Linked DNA regions of Mus musculus: all the other regions are linked to region 2. Evidence: chromatin contacts called from public promoter capture Hi-C data. All regions are on one chromosome and are shown on one strand. The core of a region is the stretch at or near the end of the contact, and the rest is flanking DNA. Distances in the headings are between cores, read along the strand shown. Region 1 holds the start of Tmem45a (transmembrane protein 45a). Region 2 holds the start of Cpox (coproporphyrinogen oxidase). Region 3 holds the start of Tfg (Trk-fused gene). Region 4 holds the start of Tmem30c (transmembrane protein 30C).

The links. Promoter capture Hi-C pulls out the DNA fragments that hold promoters and counts their contacts.
Region 1: a promoter capture Hi-C map of hippocampal neurons shows a contact between it and region 2, with 2.8 times the contacts expected there. The contact joins the promoter of Tmem45a here to the promoter of Cpox in region 2. A contact is called at or near these places in 2 of 39 promoter capture datasets (the 3T3-L1 cell line and hippocampal neurons).
Region 3: a promoter capture Hi-C map of liver shows a contact between it and region 2, with 3 times the contacts expected there. The contact joins the promoter of Tfg here to the promoter of Cpox in region 2. A contact is called at or near these places in 8 of 39 promoter capture datasets (the 3T3-L1 cell line, fetal liver, hematopoietic stem and progenitor cells and 3 more), 2 of 484 Hi-C or Micro-C datasets (B cells and pre-B cells), 2 of 115 datasets of contacts at active chromatin or transcription factors (fetal liver and microglia) and 2 of 9 other capture datasets (adipose tissue and liver).
Region 4: a promoter capture Hi-C map of hippocampal neurons shows a contact between it and region 2, with 6 times the contacts expected there. The contact joins the promoter of Tmem30c here to the promoter of Cpox in region 2. A contact is called at or near these places in 2 of 39 promoter capture datasets (embryonic stem cells and hippocampal neurons) and 1 of 9 other capture datasets (adipose tissue).

The regions. Positions count from the first base shown.
Region 1 is chr16:56,884,859-56,887,558 of GRCm38.p6, reverse strand. Tmem45a (transmembrane protein 45a) reads left to right here and starts at 1,396. Exons shown (of 6, transcript NM_019631.3): 1 at 1,396-1,746.
Region 2 is chr16:58,668,950-58,671,649 of GRCm38.p6, reverse strand. It overlaps Cpox (coproporphyrinogen oxidase), which reads right to left and starts at 1,442. Exons shown (of 7, transcript NM_007757.2): 1 at 700-1,442. The coding sequence starts at 1,222.
Region 3 is chr16:56,716,169-56,718,868 of GRCm38.p6, reverse strand. Tfg (Trk-fused gene) reads left to right here and starts at 1,419. Exons shown (of 8, transcript NM_019678.3): 1 at 1,419-1,684.
Region 4 is chr16:57,291,406-57,294,105 of GRCm38.p6, reverse strand. It overlaps Tmem30c (transmembrane protein 30C), which reads left to right and starts at 1,255. Exons shown (of 8, transcript NM_027651.1): 1 at 1,255-1,311. The region is part of intron 3 of Gm26800 (a long non-coding RNA gene); the gene reads right to left.

The DNA.
Region 1 (2,700 bases), core at 147-2,646, 1.8 Mb after region 2:
TTGGGGGACACTGTATGTGTGTGTGTGTGGGGGGGGGGTTCCACCTGCTCAGAGTAGAAGGGGAGCAAGGATGGGGGAAGGATTGTGAGAGGAGATGACTGGGAGTGGGGGGCAGTAAGCCGGATGTAAAGTGAATAAGTTAAAATATTTTTAAAAAGAAAAAAAAAAGAAAGAAAGAAAGATAACGCTTCACAGTGGTCTAACTTCTTCCTATCATGTCTTGACGTTAATGGTTCCACTTTCTCAGGCTTTAATACATGTCCTCTGTGGACATTCTAGGTGCAGACTGACATCTTCAGCGTCAGTGGATTAGAAGCCAAGCCTATGGCCTCACCATAATGTGGTTCCCTGAATGCTGGGATTTCTAGTGGGTCTACCTTCTGTCAGCCTTCCAGAGTCTCTTCCTTCTGGCTTCTGTAGATGTCCAAGGGGGCCAATTATGTATAGCCATGAGAAACTTGAATCTACATTCCTGCAAACGGAAGCAATCTTTTTTTCTTTTGTGAGGAGCCTGTCCTAGTAGTCAACAAACATGATGTCTGTTGACGGTAATGTATGAAAAGCTAGCTAATCCTTCCTTGATGACCAGCCCATTGTGAAGCAGCTTCCCATGACAGAATGTGCACCACTGAGCACAGATGATTCTGAAAGCTCACCACAGGACACGAATGACTTCATACACAATCAAACATGTTTGGTGCAATTCTACAGTCCTCAGACATCAAAATGAGAGTTCGCGATGTCTTCCCAACCATTACTCCTTTCAGCTGTAAAAGATCCTCAAGCATTTCCTCCCCACCGCCCTTTTCTTTTAAGCTTTTTTTTTTTTTTTTTTTTTTTTTTGCACTCACCCAGGGCTTCTTCACAGAAACGACCACATTTCTGAATAGCTCACGTCTTACTAAAAGGTTCATTATTCCTGAACCTTTATCCCAAAATAGCGCTCTCGGACACCCACTTTTCTTTTGCCAGAGAAGGTGTGGATAGAAAATCTTTGAGGCGGGACTGGACCGCCCATTTGAAGGCGTGGGTACGGTACTTCTCCAACCCCTTCTATTTGGAAATGCCTGCCCCCTTAAGCTACTCATCCTGATTCTTGTCCCAAACGATAACGACCCCCCTGCTTAAACAAACTAGTCCCTTAGAAGGCCTGCCCTCACGGACCAAGGGCAGGGGCAAGCTCTGAGTTCTAGCGACCCTTCCAACTACCCCACCCCAGACCCCACTGCCACGCAGTGCCACATCAGCGACTGCACAGCGCGCCCAGCTAAGTTCCTTTCTAGGATGCGAGTGGCCCAGTGGGTGGAGGCAGATTGAGCCCGCAGGAGTGGCGGGCTGCTCCACCAATCGGCAATCAGAGAGGAGGCTTTGCCTCCAACTGCAACCCCAGTCAGTGCCCCGCCGGGGAAACCAGATGAAGCACATCTGGACAGCTGTGCTGAGAAAGTTTGTGGGCCTCTTCCAGGCCTGCCACCCGCAAGGCACGTCCCCCACGTAGCCTCCTGCTAGCCACTTACTACTTAATTTTTTTTTCCCCAAGAAGCAATAAGCAACCCACGCTTGAATCTTTTTCTCTCCCTCCCCCCCACCCCCCATGTGAGGCGAGGCCACATCACATTCAACACAGTTTAGTTTTCATGGGGCTTTGAGATCAAAAGAACAGAAACAGCAACCAAAGCTCAGCTGCCTTCTGATCCTAACTGACAAAGTGGGGAGAGTAAGGTGTGCGCAAACAGGACAAGTTGGGTAAGTTGTGGAGACTTGGGGACATCTTCCTCCTTGTCCTGCTGAGCTCTCTAGCCTGTGCCTTTGCTCTTCTTGCCAGACTTCTGTTTGTTAAGGGGAGAAAAACATCTCATGCTGGGAAAGACTGTAAGGATATCGGGCTTCTTTCTTTTCTGTTTTTGGGGAAATGTTTGGTTTGCATTTTAAAATTGATGAGGGTTGGAGAGTTGGTGCTCATATAAGATTTCTTGGGAACAAAATTTTGACTGGTGTTTTGTTGTAAACCTTTCTTCATCCTAAAGTTATTCTTCTCGACTTCTTCTCCTTTCTTTTCCTCCCTTCTCCTTCTCCTTCTTCCTCCTCCTTCTCTTCTTCCTCTTCTTCTCCTTCTCTTCCTTCTTCTAACTCTTCTTCATTCTCTTGCTCTTCTTCTTCCTCCTCCCCCTCCTGTCCTCCACTATTTTGATGGATGACTGAGAAAACTCTCTGGTGTATTTAGAATTAACACAACGTTTGACAAATTATTTAAAACTTGAATCTTATAAAGGACTTACTGGATCCTTCACTTAAGTTTGTAGTTGAAAGTGCCAATATCATATCTCAAAGAGGGAGATCTAAATTCCTCTTAGGTTACTAACAAAATAATTAAATAAGTGATAGACCTCTCTGTGTGTCTGCAATCCTATAATTACATACTTAACCTGTTGTTCCATCAAAAATAATATCCACGGTGTTTATTATACGTGCGCGCTTACAGATAGTTCTACTTTATACGTCATGATTTAGCAATGAGGTGGTGGAAAATGCTGACCTGCTGGTGGCTCAAGGCCCATTCCTTCTGAAACATCTATGGTTCCCTCTGCCTGAGTAATGTTCCGAAGTTCAGAGTTCTGTTGCATGCTGGTTACTGTTTGGGGAAGATTTGACTCAAGTAGATCTTTAGCTTCTGGCTCTTAAAGCACCATTTGGGAATTT
Region 2 (2,700 bases), core at 193-2,692:
CATAACTCACAATGGATTGATGATATACTGTTGTATTTCCAGCTTGGAAAAAGTCAGAAATCCTCAAGTTTAAAATTAAGGCGGGAGGGGAGAACAGGGAAGGACTACTCTGTTTGGAACAACATGGCCACCAATACATGACTCAACATGAATGGCATTCTAAGGAATCCTTCAAGAAATTTGATGATGCAATTTAGTAAGAACTACTGGAAGACTAATCAAATATTCCTTATATAACCCGCCAAAAAACAGTAGGGAGACTCTTGACATAGGGAATCTAGCAGACATAAAGGATCAGTGTTTCTTCTGCCTCTAATAGGGCAGGGACAAATGCACCCAGATGGATAAATAAAAAATGTGTGTGTTGGGGGGGGGGGGGGGGGGAGACGTGTTCAGTAACAAACTGAACATGAAAGCTTCACTTTGCTGCCTGCAGATGTTCTTTAACAAACCTATAGAAAAAAAAGTGCAACTATGAATTGCCAATATTTTCAAGTGACTTGTCCTACATTGTTGGCACCTCTGGGTCCACATCTGCAAGTAGAAAGCGAATGGCTCTCTCAATGTCAGTCATTCAAGTCTGTCCCTTCTGACAGATCACCCCCCACCCCCACCCCCCTGTAAAAACTGTTCTACTTTAAATCCCCAATCCTAAACTGCAACTGGTGCCCAACCAAGAAACAGGAGCTCTCTCCTCACCTTCTTTCCTCTCCCACCGGTCCACAGTGAAGTCGGCAACGCCATCTACCTGCGCCAGTGCCCGACACACCTGAGCCTGGGTCTCCATAATCATCAGCTCCATCTTGGTCTTCATGTCCTCCGGCCTCCTCCGCAGCTCCCGCAGCTCGGTCACCGGCGAGGACATGAAGGTGCTGCAGCGGCGGGCCAGCTCGTCCCCGTCCTCCTCCCGCCGTCCAGGTGAGGGGCTCCGCGCCCCCGAGCTCTTGGGCACCATCTCCGCCCGCTGCACGTGCCCAAAGGCGGCGGCTGCCAGCCCTGCCAACCCCGCCAGCGTCGCGGCCAGCCGGGTCCCCAGCCCGGACCCGCCTCTAGCCCAGGGGCCGTAGCCCAGCCCGCGGCGAGGCTGGGGACCAGCCGTGCCAGGCAGCTGGCAGACGCGGGCGGACGCGCAGCGCGGGGACGCGGCGCGCAGCTGAGCATAGTCGCCCAGCACCGCTCGCCACCAGGGGTCCGAACCCAGGCGGCCCAGCCGCAAGGCCATCTCCCGCCGGGACTGGGCAAATCCGATCCTGCAGACCCACCGGAGCTCCCAGGGTCCTGAGACCCAGACTCCCCAGCACTGCTACGTGGAGTTCGGAAGAGCTGCTGCGAGTGTAGGTCGCAGGCTGCTGGCGGGAGCCGAGGAGGCTGCTGGGAACTGTAGTCCCGTCCTATCGCCTCCTGCACTCGCCTGACCGCTCCCGGAAAGAGCAGATAAGACTGCACCCTGCGCACAGAGGTGGGTCCTGCTGCTCGCACGCGGGCCTCCTGTGCTGCCAGAGGACTGTGGAGGTGCTTGGACTGATAAGATAGGCGCTTTAGTCACGTACACCTTGGATTGCCCTGCTCGCTCACCCACAGTGAGCAAAAGTGGGGTTAGAAGGCTGACGACAAACGGGCAGAAATAACAACTCGGAGACACACCCCTTGTCTTCGTCCTGGCTGTGGGTCTGGAGGATGCACCCTTGTCCCTGTGCTTGGCTTACCCAAAGAGTTCAGGGTAGTGGGCTCCTGAGTAGATCCAGAGAAAATATTCGCACTCCGGTTTACTATCCTGGATCTCTGTTCTTCCCCATAGCCCTACCCGTTGAAAATATGAGGACAGAAGCTCACACATTTAATAGTTTTGTTCCAAGCATATATCATTGCCAGCATTATTTTATAGTATCAGAAGGGCTCATTTGCCCTTTAACTATCCTTGATGATTCTAATTTCTACTAACAAATAATAATCGAGGCCACTGGTTATTCTTTCACAAGCTTCCATTCTGGCTGTAGCAGGAATTGGAGCTCAGTGGGTATGGTTCTGACCGATATGTTCACTCCCCTGCTTCTTACACAAATGCAACCACAAACTACCTGGAGCAGCATGCGTGCTCAGGCCTGGCAGATGTGGCAGGCAAATGAATTCACGAGAAGTGACAAAGCTTGCAGAGGAGAGAAACCCTTAACTTTTAGCTGTAGTGTGCCCTGGCTGGAGGCCGACTTGGAAGAGAAGGAAAGATAAGAATTATCTTTTGGAAGGTTGCCTGGGTCTGGCTGGGCCTCCTGGTGATAAATGAAGCTCTTTAACGAAAAGGAATCTCTCTAATTTTCTGTAAGAAACTTCTCCTTTATGATCCTGCTCTGCTAATGTGAAGCTAGCCAAGAATAAGCCAAATGGGAAATTCAGGAGACTTGCCCAGACAAATAACTAATTGTGTACTTACCCTGAACAAATTGTGTACTAGCTTCCAGCCTGTTTGGATGTCTCTCTCTCCTGTTCTCTGATTCCACCTTAATCTTAATGTACAGTGCTTACTGGAATCCTTAAAAACAAACAAACAAACAAACGGATTTGTATGAGAAAAAAATAAAAGCCACCATCTTCCTAGAAGGGCATAGTGGCACACATATTTAATCCCAGCACTCAGAATGCAGAGTCAGGTAGACCTATATGAATTTGAGGCCACCCTTGTCTACTTAAAGACTTTCAGGATGG
Region 3 (2,700 bases), core at 170-2,669, 2.0 Mb after region 2:
TTTGTGACTATGAAGGTAAGCTGAAATTATTAACAAAATAGTACCCCAGTTAAGTAGTGAATGAATATATTGTCCTGAAAGCAGACAAGCAACAGTACTAAAGTCCTTTCTGAGCACTGCTACAAAATCTACAACCTCTTCTTTCCAGATTATTCTGGTAATGAGATCTCTGTGTTTCTAGATGTAGATTTTTTTAATAAAAAGTATGCTCAAATTACATCTATAGGCATTGTATGGTTTTTGCACAGATACTATAGGGAACTGTATCCATGTCTAGGACATACGGTATTATAGAAAAGAACATAAAGGAACATAGCAAAAGAACAAATTATAAAGAAAGAAGTCTGTATGAGACCAGAGCACACATCTAAGCTTTCTTCCTGGACACACTTAATTTCTTCCAGCAACAAGTCCCTAAACCATGTGAATAGTCTGCCAGAAGTTACTTGTAAGACTTAGATTGTAGTGTTAGATTATACCACTCCACTTTGCTTTATTTATTTATTTTTCTTCTTCTTCTTGTTAAAGGAGATTACGGGACCCACTGGTTGCTGTGTACTAAGATTCCTGGCACCCAGATTGCAAGCAGATTGAAATGTGTTCAGCGTAAAATACATTTATTCAAACACTTTAGACACAAGGGATGGCTCTTAATAAAGAACAGTGGAAGCATTGTTGAATTCTAGTTGCTCAGACACTAGTCAGGGACCAATGTGTAAGCAGTCTTTTCAAGGGTGAGTCCAAGCCGTGTTTGCTCCTTTGTGACTGAGTCACCTCACTCAGGATGATAATTCTCAAGTTCCATCCATTTAAACACATCCAAAGCAAAAAGAAAACTGAATTTAGGCGAGTGTAGGGTATGGTCAAATCTCTATCCTATAAAAGCCTTCTTGAAGCCTCGGTTTTTACTATCCAAGTTTGTCTTTTGCACCGGTGGGTGTGCCCTCTAAACTCGGATCTTCCTAAATGTTTGGGTAGAGCTTAGCTGGGGAACTGACTCATCCTAGCACTCTTTCGGCAAAGCGTAGGCACTCAATCCTGAATGAATGAATGAATGAACGTGTAGAAAGAAGGCGGAAAAGGGGTTCGTTTTTTCCGAGATGTGACAGACTAGCGCGTAGTCACGACAGCCACAAAGCAACAAGACCCAAACCTTTCTGGACAGATGCCCCACTTCCCCCAGGCTCTCGTAGCAAACCCAGCCCTGCAGACTACGCCCCGCCCACCCAGCAGCCAGACTTAGGAAAGACTGGCTGCCCGGAAAACCGGAAGTGCTGGTAATTCCCTGCGCATGCGTGTCCGCCTCGGCTCGCACTTCCTACACTCGGTCATCCAGTGAGGAAGCCGGGCCGCTCACCCGACGCAGCGGGGTCTTCGCCCGCCCCGCCCCTCACCCACTGCGCATGCGTCCTGACTGGCTTGTGCGCCTGGAGGCGGGGCGCCAGGGCAGTTTTTTTTTTTCTCCCCTTCGCTCCCGCCCCTGCGCTTCCCACCTGCCACGTACGGGACCGTGGCTGTCGCTAGGCTCGTCGGGTGCGTGCGATTGGCCAGCTCTGCGCAGCCTGCAGCTCGGCGAGGCTCGGCGGACGGCGGCGGAGCGGACGGGGTTTGGAAGCCTCCTCTGCGACACCGAGTGAGCCCGCAGCGGCCGGGTCAGCTGAGGTGGACGGCCTCGGCAAGCGGGGTATGTCCGCCGGAGTGAGGCGCGCGTGGCGACTCAAGGAGGAGGTCGGGGGAACCGGGAGGGCCGCAGGGCTTCTGGAACCTCCCAGCGCCGGGTGGGAGGGTGGGGCTGGGGACCGTGGGAAGGGGCTGGGAGGGAGGGCGCAGGGCCCGGGTGAGGCGGACGAGCGGCCCGGCATGGGGGAGGGGCGGCTGGGAGGGAGGGAGGGAGGGGGAGGAGAGGGCGCCCGGCCCGGCCTGACCTGGAGGGCGTTTGGCCCCGCTGATACCCCAAGTCCTGTTCCCTCCGGCCCCAGAGAGTAGAGGGGAGCCTGGGGGTACCTCTTACGGAGGTCGAGAACCAGGGATCGAAGAAGCCTGGGGCGTTTGCTCGGTGCTTCACCCTCTAGAGCAACTTGGAAGGTGGAGGGTGAATCATGGAAGACATAGAAAGGGGGCTTGAGAAAGCCCAAAGCGTTTGTGCCTGATCCCCGGGAGTGGCTTGGACGTTGGAGCGTAGACCTGGAGTTAATCGGTAGATTGAGGACACAGAAAGGAGCCCCATTCGGTCGTACACTCCCGTGCTTAGTGTCCTCTTGGGGCCCTACCCAGTTTTACTGATTACAGTTGCCAACTTTTGTTAAGTTGCCGTCTCTGGGCACGGTAGGGAGAATTGTAGATAGGTAATCTCAAAGATTCTACCAAAGTAGCTTGTTAGGCTCCCTTCGCATGTGCAGAAAGTACGCCGCAGAGAAGAACTTGAGCTCACATAGCTACCAGTGAAAATGGTTACATTCTTGCCATATACACTGCGTGTCATACAGATTTTGAGACCCACTTACAGTTTTAGAATAATCAAGGTTCTTTAAAGAAAGAAAAGAAAAGAGAGAAAGAAAAAATAGAGAAGAAAAAGGAGCCAGTTGGTGGTGGTGCACTCAGGAGTCAGAGGCAGGTGGATTTCTGAGTTCGGGGCCAGCCTGGTCTACAGAACAGCCAAGGCTACCCAGAGAAATCCTGTCTTGGGGAGGCGGGGACAAG
Region 4 (2,700 bases), core at 6-2,505, 1.4 Mb after region 2:
GGGTAGAAGCCAGGGATGCAGCTAAATATTCTGTGCTACCCAATAGAGAGCCAACTATCAATGTTGTTGTTGTTAAGGAACCTTGTTTATTAAGAAACAAAGCGTATGAAGTGTATTTTCTTTTTTTTTTTAAGATTTATTTATTATATGTAAGTACACTGTAGCTGTCTTCAGACACACCAGAAGAGGGTGTCAGATCTCATTACAGGTAGTTGTGAGCCACCATGTGGTTGCTGGGATATGAAGTCGGGACCTTCAGAAGAGTAGTCAGTGCTCTTACCCGCTGAGCCATTTCGCCAGCATGAAGTGTATTTTCAAGCATAAGTTGTATTGCATAAAATCAGGTTTGAGGTTCACTCCATGAGATAGAACCCATACTTGAAACTGCTAAAGTCACCAAGAATCTGAGACTAGGTAGGCCATGGGCCCTAGGGGAAAACCTATTGCTATTACTCTAAAGGAACATAGCAATAAAGTCACTCCTAATAACACCCTGCTAGCAATTGGGGGAATTTGTTTTGTTGTTATTGTTTCTGTGGGCTTTTTGTTTCATTTTGATATTTTTTTTGTCAGTATTAGATTTTTGTTTTTTGAGAGAATATGAGGTTGTATGGTTAGGGTGTTAGGGAGGAGTTGGGGGGAAAGAGTGTGATCAAAATATATAATGTAAAAAAATAATTAAAAAAATCAAAAATTTTTAAAAAGTGAATATAATAGGTAGATATAAAATGTGTTTCTGGTTTATCTCTCTTAAGAATACTGCCTCTGAAAAGTTTGCACTTACTGCATATGATGAGATTTTTTTTTTAGATTTTATTTATTTTTTTGTATTAGTACACCATCATTATCATCAGATACACCAGAAAAGGGCATCAGATCCCAATACATAATATGATTGTGAGCTACCATGTGGTTGCTGGGAATTGAACTCAGGACCTCTGGAAGAGCAGTCAGTGCTCTTAACTCCTGAGCCATCTCTCCAGGCACCATATGGTGAGATTTTAATTGTCTACTTGGCTGAACCACATGGTGCCAGAGAGTTGGTGAGGCACAACTCTGTGTGGTTGTCTATGATGAGAGTAACATTTAAATCAATGGACTTAATTAAAGCAGATTGCCCTTCATAATGTGAGTGCGGTTCATCCCTTCCTTTAAAGACCTGAACAGATAGGCTGTCCCCTCCCTTTCTCCCAGTAACAGAATTCTAACGGAAAAACTGGCTCTTCCTAAGGTTATACCAGTCTCTTGGTCTTCAGAACTCTACTGGGACACTGGCTGGACTCTGCAGATTGGGACTTCACCTCTATACTTGTGTGAGACCATTCCTTATATAATATATATTTATGTATCTAGAGATTTTATTTCTTGGAGAGCCAGGACTAATACACTGCCTGTGAAACTCTGTAGTTTGCCACCTTGTCTTATAAGAAGGCTAAGAAATGCTGTTCTTAATGGTTCGTTCTATAGATAACTCTCTTACGGAGCATTAGCTGTTCCAACATGGGACCAGGGACTTGTGTCACAAACGTGCCTGATGCCTTGTGAGACAGTTTTGCACACATAATCTAATCTTGGGTCTATTGCTGCCCAAGCCCTTAGCCAGGCTCATTTAACAACAGTTTATAGATGTTGACTGCAAGTGTTCCCTGACATCTCACACAGTGGGCAGCAGCAGCCTGGCTGTCAGCACTTGCAGGTCAGATTCAAATTTGCATCTGAACTCTTCCAGGAGTAATTCGCTTTTGTTTTGCTTGTTTTGCAAGTATAAAGGTTGATACTGAATTGGAAATCTACTGTATGCATTTGCATTCTCTTGATATTCTTTTAAATCCCGCTACATTTGTCATTGCCTCCTCTCTCTCTCTCTCTCTCTCTCTCTCTCTCTCACACACACACACACACTATGGCTTCTCTGCCTACTTTATAAAAGTCTTAGTCTGTATCCTCTGGCATTTTTAAATGAATAATTATAGATTGTTTATAGCCATCACAGAAAACCCTCAGAACAGAGCCAATGCTGTACGGCAAGGCTGAGTATCTGATAATACTTCACTAACCTACAACAAGTAGATCAAAGAGAGCTTAAGAAAGACTTTTTCTTTCAAGATTTTTAATTTTATGTTATGAGTATGAATATTTTGCCTGAGTAAATGTCTGTGCACCGTGTGCATGTAATGGCCAAGAAGGCCAGAAGAGGGCATCGGATCCCCAGGGACTGGAATTATAGACAGCTGTGAACCACCCTATGGGTGCTGGAAATCAAACCTGAGTCCTCAGGAAAAGCAACCAGTGCTCTTAAACACAAAGCTATCTCTCCAGCTGCAAAACGAGATGTTGTGATCTACGTGTTCTGCCTGGGTCTTTCTTGTGTAAGAAAAAAGAAAGCAAACAAAACAAAAAAGAAAGCTGTTGGGCTGGAGAGATGGCTCAGTGGTTAAGAGCACTGACTGACCTTCTTAAAGGTCCCAAGTTCAAAACCCAGCAACCACATGGTGGCTCACAACCATCCATAACAAGATCTGACTCCCTCTTCTGGTGTGTCTGAAGACAGATGCAGTGTACTTACATATAATAAATAAATAAATATTTTTAAAAAAAAAGAAGAAAAGAAAAAAAAAAGAAAGCTGTTGAAGTTACTTAAGTGCACGCATATATATTCTCCAAATCCCTGTTTGTTTTTCTTTCTGTAGCATCACAAAT